Regions from separate parts of the Mus musculus genome. Here region 2 is linked to region 1. Evidence: chromatin contacts called from public Hi-C data. All regions are on one chromosome and are shown on one strand. The core of a region is the stretch at or near the end of the contact, and the rest is flanking DNA. Distances in the headings are between cores, read along the strand shown.

Region 1 (3,493 bases), core at 684-3,183:
TAAGTTAACACTGCTGTTAAATGGGAAGAACACCATTATCCTAACTTAAGACTGCACGCTCAGATCTAACTCCAAAGCCAATGGTCTTCTCTATTTTGCCAGAAAGGGATCCCATCTTTCAAGAATAGCCTATCTGGGTAAAGTAGAGAAAAAAAAATATGTTTACTTTTCACACTCAAGACACCTTACTCAAGACACCTTCAAATTACAAAGGAAAAGACACTAAAAGAAACAAATGAAGCCCGGTGGGTGGTGGTTTTAATCCCAGCATTTGGAAGGCAGAGGCAGGGGAAATCTCTGAGTTGGAGGCTAGCCTGGTCTACAGAGCAAGTTCCACAATACTCCACAAAAGCCAAAATAAACATAAGTGCTTATCTAGCCTCCACACACTGCAGCTCTCCTGTACAGGTAAATGCTCATGCCTGTAGCACCGCTCAGTACTCTCAGGATAAGTCCTGGGCACATCCAGTCTGCAGACGTCCCACACTCAAGCCAGCTCACATACAACCAAATGATCTTAATAGCTGGAACCGTAAACAGTAAACAGGTAAAGGATATAGAGAAAGAGGACCAGAAATTGATGATTCATTTTCAAATCCGCTGGGAACTATATGAGAATATTTGCAGTAAGCCAACAACTCACTCATACAAACCTATTATGAAACCAAAAGCAACCTCCGGCTTCTTTATTCCCACTTCTGTTTCCCTTCTCCGCATTTCTCCTCCTCTCTGTGACACACTCAGCGGCTCGGTCCTTTCATTCAGGGAAAAGGAGTTTCCCCTGATAGACTAGTAACCACCGGAAAGCAATCAACCAACAAAGCAAGCAGGTGAATACAGGAAGCATTCAATGTGGCAGCAGAAACCCAGCAAAAACAACCAATTTGTTCCCTCAACAGGTTATTTCAATTCCTTGAAAATTAAGACTGGGGAGAAAGGGGGAGAAAGAGACGACTTATTGTTTTCCTCTGCAAGACCACACTGTAAAACCAACAAAGACCGCTTCTTTAAGGATCCAAGAGACACAATAAATACCACCCAATTACTCTCCCACAGCAACAGGAAAAGTTCAACACTGCCATTTTCGCAGTAAGCAACAATTAGTCCTGCCGTTGTACACAAGCATCCAGCCTTCTTAGCAGGCACTGGCTCGCAGATCTCAGACACCCTTGTCTTTAACTGCAGCACCCAGGCAGCCCCGAGCGCTAACACCCACCTTCGCGGGAGGGAAAAAAAGGGCCTCTTCTTCTGGGGAGGGAAAACAGTTCACATCTTGTTCCCGTCGCCTGCTTCAGGAACCTAAAAACAGAAGCAGCAAGTCACTAACTCAAAAACCCAGGGCCAATAGATGCTCTCTTTTTTTTTTTCTGCGCTGTTTAGATGACTAGAAAAATGTACAGAAGAATAAGAAAGAGGGGGGGTCGGGTTCTAAGGCACAAGGGGATGCATGCATTTATCAACAGCTAGCCACTCCTTCCTAGGCTGTCGGAAACCCGCAGGTTTTCTAGCTTTGAAGTTCCCTGCCAGTAGCAGGGGGCTAAGGGGAAAGCAGGAGGCGGGATCGCAGGGAGAACCGCTGCCCCCCGCCCCCATCCAGCAGCCAGGGACTGCACCCACCGGCGACACGGGTCGGGCCACACAGGAGCGCCCCGAGGCGCGCAGGATCCGCTCCTCCGAGACGCGTCGGGCGGGCCGAGGTCTAGGGAGCCCCCGGGCCGGGCGCAGGGTCGAGCGGCCGCCAGGCTGGGCCCTCGGGGGCCCTCCCGCGCGGGCTTGGCCCGCACTCACATCCCGCAGCGGCGGACCCGGCAGCCGCCTGCAGCCCTCGCCGGGACGGACGGGCGCCTCCGGAGCCGGGGCCGCGGCCGAGGCGCCGACGCCGCGCGAGCTCGCCCAGAGCGGGGGCCCGCCCAGCCTGTCAGCGCGGCGGGAGGCCGGCGGTGGCCGCTGCTGCCCCCTTTCTGCTCTGCCTCAGCTTCCTGCAGCCCACGCCACGCCCACCGCGCGCCGAGCCCGTCTCCGCCCTCCAGGGGCCGCACGCCGCCTCCGCTCGGCCCCGCGACGCCGGCTCAGCTGCCCTGCTCGGCGGGCTCCGGCGCGGTGCAGCTTCGGGAAAGCGGCCCCGAGCGGCGGAGCGGGGCGTGGGCAAGCCGGCGGGGGTTGGCGGGGGGGCGGAGGCCGGCACGCCCCACTGCGCCTGCGCCGCCCGCGGGGCCGCTCTGCGGGGCTGGGCCGGGACGGGGGAGGCGGCCGCGGGCTCCGGGGAAGCGGAGGCGCGCGTGGAGATTCCCGGGGCAGCCCCCGGGCGAGAGCGCGCGAGGAGGAGGAGGAGCGGGGCGGGTGCGGGTTGGCGCAGCGTGCTTGCGGCCTCGGCTCGCGGAGGAGACGGCTGGGAATGAGTCAGCCCGGCCGGGAAGGCCCCGCTGCGTCCGAGCTGATAGGATTGGCGGCCGCTGCCTCCGCGGAGACTTTCCCCTTCCTGCTTTCGTTTCCACAGGCGGCTCCCTGCCCTAAGCGCTCGGCCCAGGGGACGTGGCACCGTGGACCGGGCGCTGAGACCCAAGTACCTGACTTCAGTTAACCACCACTTCTGCGAAGGGACCGCTTGGAAGAAGAAACGACGTATAGGGTCCCAAAGAGCCACGTTCATTCATTCAAGAATTTGTTCCCTGCTAGGCAAGGGCTCCCAGGAGAGGAGACGAAGGCAGCACCCATTCTGCATGTGCTATTCTCATAGAAGCCAGAAAAGAGGCTTTAAATCTGCACTGCTCTTTGTGTGTGATTGCCAGTAACGGGTACACACACACACACAAAGGTGAGTGGAGATGTTATTTTGAGATGACCAGAAAAGACCTCTTAGAGTGGCATTTGAGCAGAAATGTGAAGGATGAGAACGATCCAGTCCTGGAACTATCTGGTTTCAAGAAAGAAGCTAACAATGAAAAGGATTCTGAAAAGGGAATGTGTTTTAAGGACCAAGAAAGAACCCTCAATGGAAGACAGTAAAAGGAAAGGGGCTAAATAAGAAGACAAAGAAATAACTGGGGTCATTCTGTATAGGGCTTCTTATTTTTTCTCTTAGCCCCAGGTTTGTCAACCGAAATGAAGCATTCACAACACCCACGTCCCCTTATATACGTGACGGATGCTGTTATTCAGATCTTACATCTATTGTTTTTTTTGTTTTTTCCTTTATTTTTGAGTCTGTGAGCCTGGAACTCACAGAAATCCTCCTACCTGCCTGGGGAATGCCGAGATCAAAGGTGTGGGCCACTACACAATGCATGGTTTCTTTTAAGTAAATGTCACCAAAGCTAAAGATAAGGTGGGCAAGAAAAAAATAGATGATTAACAGTAAGCTTATAGGATTTAAGTCCTTTGTCAACCCACACAGGAAAACTGAGTAACTTGTTCATTCTCATTTACAGTGAAAATCATTCTCGGTGAGGTAAGAGTGAGCCAATGATAGTCTTGAATGTTGATCTCTCTTCAC
Region 2 (3,493 bases), core at 485-2,984, 84 kb after region 1:
CTCCCTGTATCAGTTCTTTTATCCTCGCTGAAACTTCTGACGTTTGCTTACTTGTGCATCTACTGCCTTGGGCAGGTAATACTACTCTTCTAGAGAGGGAGGCTGGGAACACAGGGGATTTCTATACTCACCCGGTTGGCCAGGGCAGCTGAATACCAGTGCCTCTCTGAGTAGGCATGGGAATAACAGAATCTGCCGGCATGGGAGCAGCAGCACTTCTTAAGGAAGAGCAACATTACACATGCAAAAACGGCTAGTCTAAAAGTTCTTAACTGGTTCCTCTGGCCTCAGAGAAAAATTAAGAGTCAATGATTTGACTCACTGGAACAACTCAAGAGGCAGGGGGGTTAGGGGATAAGGGGTGGGGTTTGGGGAGGGGGAGTATTGATGCCTGCTCCTTTTAACATAACTGAGGCCATTTTGTATTCAGTCTCCATTTTGCTCCTAAGGTGAAATTAATTCGCAGCTATTACTCTAGCTGACACTAAAGAATGTTACTAAGAAGCCAACAAGTTATGGCTGAGTCACTTGTCCCCTGTATCTCCATGTTCTGAAGCTCCTCAGTTCGTCACCTGTCCACCACCCTCCTCGCCTCACTCAGAGCCAATCAGCTTAAAGGTTGGCTGGTGATACTTGGTCCAGTCAGCCTAAGATGATGTACCACTTCACTGCTTGCCTTCGAACTTTTGCACCTGGCTTTTCATCTAAGAAGCCTGCCCTGCGGACAGACTGGTGCCACAGTTAGGTTTTTCCTTCTTGTGGTCCTGGACGTCCAGTACTATGCTGTGTGTTCAATCAACTATTCTTGCTTAACTGCGATTGATGTCTATATGGTTTGTGTGGCGATTCTCAGACCCCAACAGTAAACTCAATTGAGCAAGAGACCATCCTTTCTCAATACATTTCTCTAGAAGACATCATGGCCTCGATTTGCCTAGAATAACCATCATCAACCGCCAGGAACAACAGTAACTCCCTTTAAATTTAAGAGTACTTCTCCCCAAAATTAATCTCACTGTGCCTGGAGAATGGTCCCCAGATTCCTGTAGGCACAGCTTGTATATACCCATTGCAGTTCTAAGAACCATATTCTTAGCTGCTGGCAAGTCTAATCCTCAGCTCCCAAAGGATTGCTGCTGAGAGAGATCAAAGACTGGGTTGTTTCCTAGGTAAGTCCCCTGAGATGCTGATGGGTCCCCAGGGAGGGTCTCTGTGGTTATTTCCCAATGCCATAGACAGAGAGGCAAGGAATTATCCTTTTCAAATTTGGATATACATGGATTATCCTAATGAGTCCCATTATGACACCTGGGACACATCCCTGGTGAAGGATATGTAGTAGCCTGCTGGGGAGTCATAGAGTCATCTCTATAGTCTCTGGCTTCCCATACTGAAAACAAACCGCCTTAGCTAGTCTAAATGCTTGCCATAAATAAATGCTACAGCAAAAACATTATTGTTATGTTTCTGCATTTCCACATTTTGGGCTACTCTGATGTAATCATTAATCGTGTTCTTTTGTTGCTTAGGAGTCAGAATTCCCTGTACATTAGCATTTTAAAAGCCAACCCTTTGATTGACGTATGCATTGCTTGAGAGCAGACACCCTGTCTTGTTACTACCTTTGTGAGGTGACCAAGAGAGTCATCAAAAGTTTCTGAAAGGCTCTGCACTGTCCTAATAAAACCCAGGCTCAGACAGACGTTGCCACACACACTAAACAGCAAGCGAAACTTGTTCATAAGTTTGTCCAAATTAGTGTTGTAACGGCAACAACTTACTTTCATTTTCTGTATTTTGTTTCAAAGGGTTGCTCCAACATACAGATTCTGAGGAGGAAATGGAGTCGTCCTAGGTACAGACATCTTGTACTCGAATTTATTCTCTTGCATCCTTGGAACCAGGACAGCCTGTGGTAAATGCTCCTGAAATGGTTCCAGGGTCCTTTTTACCAGTGCCCATACTGAAAAACTCATAAATAGAAATTTAAATACCTTGGCTCTGTTTCTTTCTAAAGTGCCTCACCCATCCAGTTCCCATGCTTTTGGGAGCCATGGGCATGGCATATGACCCATTGTAACAGTTCTTGATAAGTTCCAGGACTAACCACAGCCCTTGCTTGTTTAAGCAGACAGCACAAAGGAGCCAAATAATGCTGTGAAGATGACTCTATTCCATTGTCACCCAACCTTGAAAATCCCCAGCAAGCCACAACCTGAAGAACTGAGTTGTCTCTCTTTGGGCGCCACTTGCCAGAGATTGCAGAACTCAGTCAGTGTGAATTTTCAACAGGGCAAACTGGAACCCAAAGGGAGTGTGAGAAGCTCTAAGGACCCAACATGTCTCCAGTACTGAGTTTTTATCAGACGCAACTGCATGTAAAGATATTGCTATACTATATTTAAAAGATACAATGTTTTGTTTACTAAATCATCAGGGAGAACAAAGGCCAGGAGGTATGGATAGGCAAATACATGGGAATATAACAAGCTCACACGTCTTAAGAAATAATACATTCCTGTACCCTTGAGGTGCAAAAGTCTGTTGATCATGTCTTAGTGTGCCAAAGGTCAGAACACTCTCAAGGGTAGCATGTGTTTCTTTCTCAGACAAGGCTGCTGCTGCTGAAGTGTGTGGGGTCTGTGGGGAGGCCCTCAGGTAATAATAGAGAAACACAAACATGGAAAGGACCAGAAAGGATGCTGACAGCACACTGTCTACTTCCATGGCTCTTGCAGCTTAGCCATCTTCCTCTTATTCTTCCTCACTCATTAACCCCGTTTGCTGTTGGATGATCCCCAGGAGACTGAAACTGGGGCCAGGCTCTATTATGTGTGAACTTAATCTTCAGAGTTAGACCAACAAGTCAAAAACTGTCTACCATGCCAGGCGGTAGTAGCACACACCTTTAATCCCAGCACTTGGGAGGCAGAGCCAGGCAGATCTCAGTGAGTTCAAGGCCATCCTGGTCTACAAAATAAATTCCAGGATATCCAGGGCTATAAAGAAAAATCCTGTGTCAGGAAAAACAAACAAACAACAACAACAAAACTGTCTATCATTATGATGGCCAAAACCAGTACAAATCTCCAAAGACTTCCTTACACAAGAAGTTTGTAGCTATAACCTGCTCATGAGCTGGGAGTTCCCCCTCAATATGCAGTTGGCAAATATTTACTGAGTACCTACTAGGTGCCCAAGAACCATTTTAATCCTCACAAAGGGGATTTGAACTCACAGAGATCTGCCTGCCTAAGCTTCCAGAGTGCTGGGATTAAAGGCATGTGCCACCACATCTGGCTCATCCTCACAAAGTTTAAGGATTGTATTTGCATCTTAAATATCACTCAGAAGCAAATACATGAGTTAGAAGGAAACCAAGTTGGAGCTAGCAGTCAGCTGCAAACAGAAACACAGGAAGGGACACAGTTGTCACTTGCTGAAAAATTCTGAGTAGAAGACGCTCAGCAAAACTGTAGCCTGTTACACCTGT

The links. Hi-C and Micro-C count contacts between places; a contact is called where the count stands out from the background.
Region 2: a contact with region 1 is called in a Hi-C map of peritoneal macrophages, with 4 times the contacts expected there. A contact is called at or near these places in 8 of 39 promoter capture datasets (the 3T3-L1 cell line, the C10 cell line, embryonic stem cells and 4 more), 11 of 484 Hi-C or Micro-C datasets (the HPC-7 cell line, the N1E-115 cell line, Sertoli cells and 7 more), 14 of 130 datasets of targeted methods (the 230-238 cell line, CD8 T cells, the SCID.adh cell line and 9 more) and 4 of 9 other capture datasets (adipose tissue, liver, macrophages and 1 more).

The regions. Positions count from the first base shown.
Region 1 is chr19:29,250,243-29,253,735 of GRCm38.p6, reverse strand. It overlaps Jak2 (Janus kinase 2), which reads right to left and starts at 1,933. Exons shown (of 25, transcript NM_008413.4): 1 at 1,618-1,933; 2 at 1,217-1,299.
Region 2 is chr19:29,166,397-29,169,889 of GRCm38.p6, reverse strand. No RefSeq gene overlaps it. Among named protein-coding and RNA genes, the nearest start is that of Mir101b, 33 kb to the right of the region's middle.